3 separate regions of the Ovis aries genome follow, and all the other regions are linked to region 3. The links are chromatin contacts, called in public Hi-C maps. All regions are on one chromosome and are shown on one strand. Each heading gives the region's core, a stretch centred on a gene start, on an enhancer-like site or on the middle of the called end of the contact. The rest is flanking DNA. Distances are from core to core; before and after follow the strand shown.

Region 1 (3,140 bases), core at 35-2,534, 380 kb before region 3:
TGGCCTCACATTCTTGCTCTTTCACTTAACACTTAATAACACTAAAGCTCAAGAGAAAGAGACAGTCAGATGGGTGCATGATACAACAGAAAGTTTATGTGCATGAACACTCACACATGTGTTCTCTCAAATGATAGGTCCAGTGCTAGAAGTTTCCTGAGAGAATGTCCATTCAATGCCCTTACTCTGCAGCTGTGAAAGCCAACAGGGAGAGCATCAGAGCTTTCCTGCCAGGGGTCCCAAGGTAGGAAGAGCTGGGGGCACTGGACTCCCATCCCACCAGTCCAGGGCTCTCTCCAAAGCCACACCCCAGTCCACCTCCCTCTATGAATGTGCTCAAGTTTTCAAACGGTGACTCCCCCAAATCAAAGGAAGTGCCTGCTCCCAGATAAAGCCGATTCTTGCCATGGAAGAACGTCCATCTCCTTCTGAGATTGTCTTCTATCCGCTCATTTGCAGGGTCACAAGAAGGGCAGGGGAATGCTTTCTTGACGTGACTCCTGGGTCTCCACACCCAAGAATGCAGGAAGGTTTAAATAAATCAGACTGCAGTCAAGAATGCAGACAGGCTCCCCCACATGTTCTGTGTTTTGTTTTTTTTCTCCCCCTGGGTGGATACCATCAGCTGTCCTGTTGCTAAGAGACGGGAGTGGGTGGGAAAAGCCAAGAGCCATATTTTTCAAACTTATCTACAAAACCGGTTGCGCCTCTGCTCCCTCCAGGGGTTCGGCTTTCTTAAGAACAGGATGTTACAACCCGTTAGATGGAGAGAGTGAGAGGCCTTTTATTTTTTTGAGAAATGAGCAGAGCTTTTCCTGGACCTCCAATGTCATCCAGCAGAGTCCTGGGAGCTGCCAGTGACAGGTCTGATGCAATGTTTGGGAAAGAGCCGCAGAGTACACATGACTCAACAAAATATTCGGATTTGCATTCCTATCTCTTGGGAAGCCGGACTTATCAGCACCAACAAGTGCTGCGGGCCGGTGAGAGTGCTGGGTTGAGTTTGTCATCGGAGAATTAAAAGGAATTTAAAAAAAAAAAAAAGGTTGCGGGGAGGTGAACATTTGAATCACTCCGGGACTTTCCTTCTAGGTTACATTCCAATCCGACAGACCCAAACCTGGCAGAGCTATGCTATTGCTCAATGTCAAAAACATTTGCCTGGAATGCGGGACATGTGAACTTGGACACCCCCCGCAGCTCCCCTGTATGGCCCAGCAGGCCGCCTCCACTACAAACACACTGGTCAGGGAACCAGGACATGTTCCATAGAAAAAGGCAGGGACCTACAAGGTAAGCTCTCAGCAGCATTCCTCCCTGTCGGCCTTTGTAGACTCACCATCCACTCTGATGAGCCCAAGAGAGATGGAAAATGAGCCCTTGGGAACAGGTCAGTGGATCTGTTTGCCCTTAGAAGAAAGCAAGAATATGAACTAACTTCCTCCTTCTCCGGGTTTGTACTTGGCCTTATGAGCCCAGAAAAAAAAAAAAAAAGAAAGAAAGAAATCCTGCTACAATTACTTATTTCCAAATAACTCTAAGAGCAATATATAAGAACATCTAATTCTTCATTCTGCTCCCAGCCCATGCACCCCTCCCACCTCAGTTTAAATAGTCAAGGTAGCAATTCTTGTTACACTGGTATAAATGAGAACATAACTCGTTGTACTCAAAATAAAAGCCCATTTAGACCTTGCAGCGTGTTCCAGAGCTCACTGCCCCAGCCAGCAAAGAACTAAAGCTTGGCAGAGCCTTCTGAATCACTATATCCACATCCCAGCATCCTCCTTTCTACCTCTAAAACCAGTACAGAAAAAAGGAAGCCATCTCAGGCCTCGTGCCATCAGCAACAGAGAGTAGTGGAGTTGAGTGCAGGGTGTGAGGGTCCAGGATACACAGATTTGAGAAGATTAAAATACCTAACTGAAATCAAATGCTTACTGTAAAGAGGCAGATGGCAAAAACTCGATGGCTGTCTCCTATTTAATTTTCACAACAACCCAGTGAGGTATCTATAATACCTTTTCAGATTTATCACCAGTCAAAATAGCCTTGGAAGTCCCCCACTACACAGAAGGTGAAAACTTACTGCTAAAGAGGGATGATTATTCAGGCCAGCTGTCACAGCTGATGCAATCTTTCACATAGGACAGCAATTAGCTGAAAGAAATCCCAAACCACTGATGCCCTCAATCCCTAATTACCCATCTGGGTTTGTGGCTTTGTCAACCAAAGAGACACTTGGAGTAGCAAGTGAAAGGGCTGTTCAAAGAAGATTTTTAAAAGGAAGCGAAGCATCTCTTCTTGGAAGACTGACAGGTGGGAAGACACCAGGCAACCAAGCTGCTGCTACTGCTGCTGCTAAGTCACATCAGTCGTGTCCGACTCTGTACGACTCCATAGATGGCAGCCCACCAGGCTCCCCCATCCTTGGGATTCTCCAGGCAAGAACACTGGAGTGGGTTGCCGTTGCCTTCTCTGAGGCAACCAGGCTAAGAGAGACCAAAGGCAGGATGTCAAGAATTGAGCTAGTTGTCCTTTAACCTCTGGAGTGGGGAGGAGGCGGTGGAGGTAGGAGGGGTTAGGAAGTTGGATTGCAATAATGCTGACCTCAGGACAGATCCCACTGTTGTTTTGGTTATGGACTGACTGTGTGACGTGGGCATTTTATTTGCGGAGGCATCAGAATGCAGCAGCCTGGGCACCGGCCACTGTGTTTCTCCTGCCACTCTATAAAACTCATTGTGTAACCAAGTCATTTCTCCCTTGGGGCGGGGGGGGAGAAAAGCAGGAGGGGGGCACTGAACAAAGTGATGGCATTCAGAGGCATGGTTATAAACTTTATTAAGGTATTTATGAGTTGTCTATCACAAGATCAGGTTTGATCATATCGATGTATTATCAATAGATGTAACAATGAGTTACACTGACATTTAAATTTGTATTTTGATTTTTTTGAGAAGGCAATAAAACTGTTTGAAATTCTCCCTTACATTGTCCAGAACATAAAAACCCATGCCATTCTCACAATAGATGCCCCTTAAATAGAAAGATGATTTGTCATGGGCGGAAGAAAAGGGTGATCACTGCCAAGTTAAACGTTAATACTATTTACTGAGCCTTTGGGGAAATGGCCAAAA
Region 2 (3,200 bases), core at 607-3,106, 480 kb after region 3:
GACATGACTAAGTGACTGAACAATGACATAGCTGTACTGGGGTATAGAAAGTGAAAGTGAAGTAGCTCAGTCGTGCCCGACTCTTTGCGACCCTGTGGATAGTAGCCTGCACCAAGCTCCTCCGTCCATGGGATTCTCCAGGCAAGAGTACTGGAGTGGGTTGCCATTTCCTTCTCCAGGGAATCTTCCCAACCCAGGGATCGAACCCAGGTCTCTCACATTGTAGACAGACGCTTTACCATCTGAGCTACCAGGGAAGTCCAAGTACTGGGGTATAACTGAATAGAATTATGGAAGGGAATAATTAATAATAATTCAGACAAGTGTTTGTTATTTTGAGTGCTTTACATGTGAATGTGTGCTCAGTTACTCAGTTGTATCCAACTCTTTGCCACCCCATGGATTGTAACCTGCCAGGCTCCTCAGTCCATGGGATTTCCCAGGCAAGAGTACTGGAGTGGGTTGCCATCTCATCCCCTGTCATCCCCTTCTCCTCCTGCCTTCAGTCTTTCACAGCATCAGGGTCTTTTCTGATAAGAAGATTCTTCACATCAGGTGGCCAAAGTATTGGAGTTTCAGCTTCAGCATCAGTCCATCCAATGAATATTCAGGTCCAGATATATTGGAGAGATAGAAAAACTGGAGATGGGAATACTGAATTACCCTATTGTAGAGGACAGTTAGCTAGAGTGAAAGCTGATCTGTGGGTGAGACAAGGGTCACTTTGAGAAGTAATGGGAAATAATATTGAAGAAAATATTTTCATACTGAAAGCTTTGATTCTGTGTGTGTGTCAACATCGCATGTCAGACACTGTTTTCCGAAGTCCATCCTCCTCTTGTTTCTTCCTGTACAGACATGCCATCACCCAGCTTCTCTTACAGTTAGCTGTGGGTATGAGACCGAGTTTTGGCCAACAGAATGTGAATGGATGGGATTTGGGCAACCCCCATTCATTTTTCTTTGCTCCTTTTCCTCTTCTGGCTGGTTGTATGGCAACCTCAAGAATGACTTTGGAAGCTACATGTATTCAAGATGGCAGAATCTCTATCAACTTGGATTCCTGAATGAGGGGTGGAGTAGAACCCTCCACCCCAACACACACATTATCTATCACGTCCCTGGACTGTTACAAAAAGATAGAATAACAATTTTTGTTGAACCATGACAAACTTGTAGCTTCTTGCTATCAAAGTGTAACCTAAACTATTAATAATACACATCAGACCCCAGTAATGCTGAAATTATGGTAGCTTATTGTTCAGCGATATTTTAAACCTGTAGTGTGAATGATTTCTCTTTGGTATAATTCTCATGCTAGTTGAAACCTCTTTCTGTTACAGGGCTTTTGAGGAAGTTCTTCTGTGCTCATCTTGGGTTAGGGGAAATTGAAATGAGAGCACGGGAGAGAGGAAAAACTACCTCATGTTTCAGGATTCACAAGAGGCGTCATCTGCCCTGGTGGAAACAGCACGTTGGTCGGTCATCAGTAACCCACGGAGCCATGAGCGTCTGGCATCAGAGTATTTTTAACTTATGAAGGTGAATTTCATCGAAGAGGTGACTGGGGTGATAACCCAAATATGTAAAGTCCGTATGCTAAACGCGACGGCAGGAAACCAGAAACCGGGTAGGCACACTCCTGTTCTCAGAGAGAACAGTTAGCAGGGGCCCCTTAAGACTGACACCGCTGGGAAAACAGAAGAGACTGCTTTGTTTCATTTTTCTTAAAGAGCAGGCAACCTCAAACTTACTACTAATGACTGTGTTTCCTTTTAGTCAACCCCCGTGGTTTTGTTTCTTATGCTCCATAAAATGCGAGCCTTTTTGGTCACTTTTGACAGACTTTCCAGCACTAAAAATATCAAGGGCTTAAGTGACAAGTCATGGGTATTTTTGACAAGACTGTCTATTAGTCCTGGGAAATTCTTTCTACCTGCTTAAAGAAGAAGAAGATATAAAAGACAGCTGAGAGTGACAAACGCCCTTTCCGTGGTTGACCTGAGGTTTCTGTCTTTTTTTTTTTTTTTATCATCTACCTCTGCCCTTACTTATGTAGACAGAACGTGGCATCTGATTCATTACAGCAGTATTTTTAAATGCGCTGATATTAATTAATCAATATAGCAGTTAATAATTCTGTTTCACTGTGATTTTTCACACACTAAAAAAGTATCTGAGGATGAAATGCATTCCTGTTTTTCACTAAAAATTAACTCACTAATCTCCTATTGCTTTCAAGGGCATTTATTGGCCCCAGTTAGGCATAAGTTCAGCTTGCTGATGTGAAAACTGAGTGGAACGTGGTTATGTAACTTGATGATGTTCTCACAGCTAGGAAGTGGTAATCTTTCTTCTAAACCACTTTACTCTCAATTTGCTTTCACAAGCTTGTGTTCAGTCAACAAGCACTTGCCGAGTGGTACCCTTGGGCCTGGCTTGGTTGTCAATACTGAGGACCCAGATCCTGTCTCCACCCTCATGGAGGGCACAGTTGAGAGAATCCACACAAATATTTGCTTAGAAAATGAGATAAACGCTTGCTGTTCTGGAGCCTTACCTTCCATCATTTTATTAGAGCACATGCCAGTCCATCTATGCCTGTGTGGGTGCTAAGTCGCTTCAGTCATGTCTAACTGTGACCCTATGAACCATGGCCCACCTGGCTCCTCTGTCCATGGGAATCTCCAGGCAGGAATACTGGAGTGGGGTGCCATTCCCTTCTCCAGCGGATTTTCCTGACCCAGGAATTGAACCTGCAGCTCTTATGTCTCCTGCATTGGCAGGTGGGTTCTTTACCAGTAGTGCCACCTGGGAAGCCCACCAAAGTTTCCCACTGAAAAAAATCTGTCTTTGATTCCTGTCCTAATCAGCTGGCATCCATTGCCTTCTTTGCATTTGAACTAGAGTTCCCTTAACTCAGTTATTTGGTAAGGAGGGAGAGTGATCCAGGGGAGCACAGATGAATTACTGAGCCAAGTCTGTCTCTAAACCTGTTAAAGCTTTGGCTCTAGCCATCTGAGGCTCAGGAAGAAGCTGTTGATGAATCAAAGGAGACCCTTGGAAGTCTGCTGGCTATTCTGTTTCTTAATTCAAAATCAACAAGTTGGCATGGAATCACCCATGGGATACAGAGTCAGTCTTAAGTTCAATTCCATGCTATGCTATTTACAACATGCATGATCTTGTGCTAATAAATC
Region 3 (3,002 bases), core at 113-2,612:
AGCCTCCCTTCTCCGCCTCCCGCATCCCTACCCCCAGCGCAACCCCCTTCTTTCCTTTGCGGGCTTTCCTTCTCTCTCCGGCTGGGGTGGCGAGCTCAGCTTCGAGCCTTTAGCCCTTCTCCACCCCCCCCCCCCCCACCCCCGACCCTCATAAATAAAAGGAGAGTGTTAAATAATAACAGAGACGTCTCCCTTCAACACTCAATACGGCGACGTAACTGCGCCAGAGACCCTGCTACGATTCCGCGCCCGTAGCCGGGCGTCTTCTCCCTCACCAGCCGAGGGTAGCAGCTGTTCTCGAAAAGCCCGGTGCCTCGCTCCTGGCCGTCCTCCGCATCTCAGGGGGCGTAGGGACACCCGCGCGGGGACCCCGGAGGCGGCCGGGGAGCCAAGGCTAGGTGCAGAGATTTTGCCCTCATCCCCCCCCACCGCCGAGTCAATAATTCCAGGAGACTCGGACACATCTTTGCCCCAGCTTCCTTTTCCCCGTCCCCGCGCCTTCCCAACACCGAATCCTAACCTCTCTGTAGACCAAAATCTTTAATTTTACTATCCTTTAAAAAAAAAGTCAAAGGCCAACTTCTAAAAGGAGCCGGGAGCGTTGGAGACGCCGAGGGGGTCGGCGGGCGGGACGCGCCGCAGTGTCTGTCTCTGGCTGTCAGAAATGCAGTAAGCCGAAATTTAAATGCCCTTTTCCAGACAGGAAAAAGTCAGCGGCTGCGGAGCTCTCTTCGCTCAAACATGCAATGTGTAATTCTTACTCCAAGGAGTTCAGGATGTAAAGGGTTTTCTGTCAACCGCGAAGCATACCCTTCTTCTCCCCGACAAAAGGCAAAAAAGCAATTAATGCAATAAAGCATGAATGTCCACCCGGCCGGGGTCAGCGTCCATCTAAGGCGAGCAAAAACCTCTAAAGGCTACTTTCAGAAAACGCACCCCCGGTTTCCCTCTGCCTTCCTCTCTCTTCCCATCTTGACAAGTCACTGTACCCCGACCCAGTTCTGGTTCCTCTCCACCCCACCCCGACCAGCCACAACTACTCTGAGAAAAGTGTCAATAGCGCAGGAATGGGAGAAAAGACACTCGATTCGGGCGTTCTGCTCATCGCGGCGTTAAGGCGGTAGCAAAAATAAATGAAAAAGGCCAATAGGTCCGGGTGCTCACCCGTATTTCCACTATCCGAAGGAAATCTAGCGTCCAAAAAGCGGCGAGGAGCGCCTTTCAGAGGCGCGGGTCGTGGGCTGCGGCGAGGGAAAGTGTCTCCCCAAAAAGGCAGAAGAGCTTCTCTGCGTCCGGGGAGTCTTGGTGTCGCTCGGGTGTTGTAAGTTCCAGTGGGCAAAGTTTCGCGGATGCGGCGCGGGTGGCGGACCGCTAGCAGGGGTCCGCGGGGAGGGTGGGGTGGGGGCCGGCCTGGCTGGAGGCGCAGAAGCCCCCCTTTGACTCCGGATCTCCCTTCCCCGGGCGCCCGGAGCGCGACTCCGCTCGCTAGGCTGGCTCGGCTCTTCCACCCTGGAGGGCCCGCCCGCTCGCTCCCTCTGCCTCTCGCTGGAATTACTACAGCGAGTCAGATAAAGCCCAGAAAAAACTGGCTTTTATACGAGAAGGTAAGGCCCCTCCTCTGTTCTTTTTCCCGCCAAGCCTCAGAGTAGCCCTGCCCTTCCAGGCAGTGGTGGAGCCAGGCGGCGGCCGCGGCGAGCCAGCCGCAGCGGTAGCCGCGAGATGCGCAGCCCGGGGGTCCTCCGCAGCGGAGACCCTCGCCTATAAAGGGCTGGTGGGCGGGGACTCACCAGAGAGGATCTTTGTCTCCCCCGCCCTCTGCTTTGGGAACCCGGGAGGGGCGCTGGTGGGGAGGGAGGGCGGGAGGGGAGGAGATTCAGCTCTTTGAGCCTGGCACTCCAGTGCGCCGAGCTCTCGGATGTAAACACGGTCAGAGCGCCGCATGAATTAACTGCGCGCGCCTACCATTTTCTTTTGCTCCCGCTCAAACCGTCTCTCTGCTGCTTGGTTCCTGTGGAGCAGCGCTGTGTTGGACAAACCGCATACTTGTCCTGTGTTCTTAAATCATCTGGGGGCAGAACCGCTCATCCCTAGATGCTGAGAATACACCGTGTACCCACGGCTGCGCCATGCACGTCCCGGGTGGACAGGCCGGGAAGGGGCAGCCTTTGGAAAATAACTCCTACGAAGAGAGGAGGAAAGAAGGGGTATTGATGGGCGTGCGCTCTGAGTGTGTGTGTGCTGGGGGGTTAAGTGTCGATGGGATACATGATCAAAGGTATGGGGAAGAAAAATGGTGCCTGGAATTACTAAAATAATTCAGCAACGCGCTGCCACGTATACTTGGAGAGCGCGGTATGAATAAACACCCATTGCATTTGTTGGGGGTGTTATGCATTCTGGGTGTGCGCAGCTTTCTCGACTGCGCACCTTCCACCCACAATGAATCCCCCGATTGCTGCCAAAGTCGCAGAGGACCCCCACTCCTGGCTCTGCCCGCGCAGACCTACACGGATCTCCGTGGGGGCCAGCGTTCCTCCTGCCCCTCCCCCCACCCAGTACGCGCTAATCCCTGAGATCTTTCTGCGGGTTCCAGAGCTGGAATAAGGGAGGAGCGCGCCTGCGGGTGCGCGCCGCGGGGGACCACCCCCGTCCCTCTAAACCCCCATCCCACCCCCGCGCCTCTCTCTCGGAGTTCCCAATTCCGCAGCCAGGTTTCAGAAGAGAGACGAATCCTCTTTGCGCCCCGTGGCGCCGGTTTGCACCACTCTGGGGCTCCCAGGTTTGGGGAAAAATAGAAGGCGCTAGACGGGAGGATACAGCCCGGGGGAGGGGGGCGCGAGCCTCAGGACCAGACTCCCCAGAAGAGGGAAGGGGGCGAGCCGGAGGATCCTGCCTGGGGAGTCTGCAGAGTCCCCGGTGAGGAAAACCGTTAACTCTTTCCTGCTAGGACAAACCGAACGTTGACTTCCTTTCTGGGTCTGCTTTTCTCTTTATCATTGGGC

What was found. A called contact is a pair of places that touch in the nucleus more often than the background predicts.
Region 1: a Hi-C map of tail adipose tissue shows a contact between it and region 3, with 5 times the contacts expected there. The contact joins the enhancer-like site here to the promoter of MYC in region 3. A contact is called at or near these places in 4 of 16 Hi-C or Micro-C datasets (muscle, omental adipose tissue, skin fibroblasts and 1 more).
Region 2: a contact with region 3 is called in a Hi-C map of blood, with 3 times the contacts expected there. The contact joins the enhancer-like site here to the promoter of MYC in region 3. A contact is called at or near these places in 3 of 16 Hi-C or Micro-C datasets (blood, skin fibroblasts and tail adipose tissue).

Annotation. Positions count from the first base shown.
Region 1 is chr9:25,359,302-25,362,441 of ARS-UI_Ramb_v3.0, forward strand. No RefSeq gene overlaps it. Among named protein-coding and RNA genes, the nearest start is that of MYC, 380 kb to the right of the region's middle. Within about 2 kb of position 1,285, at least 22 of the 54 cell types and tissues checked have an H3K27ac peak or open chromatin away from gene starts, as enhancers often do. A contact at or near this core is called in tail adipose tissue, where this site is marked.
Region 2 is chr9:26,215,640-26,218,839 of ARS-UI_Ramb_v3.0, forward strand. No RefSeq gene overlaps it. Among named protein-coding and RNA genes, the nearest start is that of MYC, 480 kb to the left of the region's middle. Within about 2 kb of position 1,857, at least 3 of the 54 cell types and tissues checked have an H3K27ac peak or open chromatin away from gene starts, as enhancers often do.
Region 3 is chr9:25,737,174-25,740,175 of ARS-UI_Ramb_v3.0, forward strand. It overlaps MYC (MYC proto-oncogene, bHLH transcription factor), which reads right to left and starts at 1,363. Exons shown (of 3, transcript NM_001009426.1): 1 at 1,165-1,363. It overlaps LOC132657163 (a long non-coding RNA gene), which reads left to right and starts at 1,678. Exons shown (of 2, transcript XR_009594937.1): 1 at 1,678-3,002.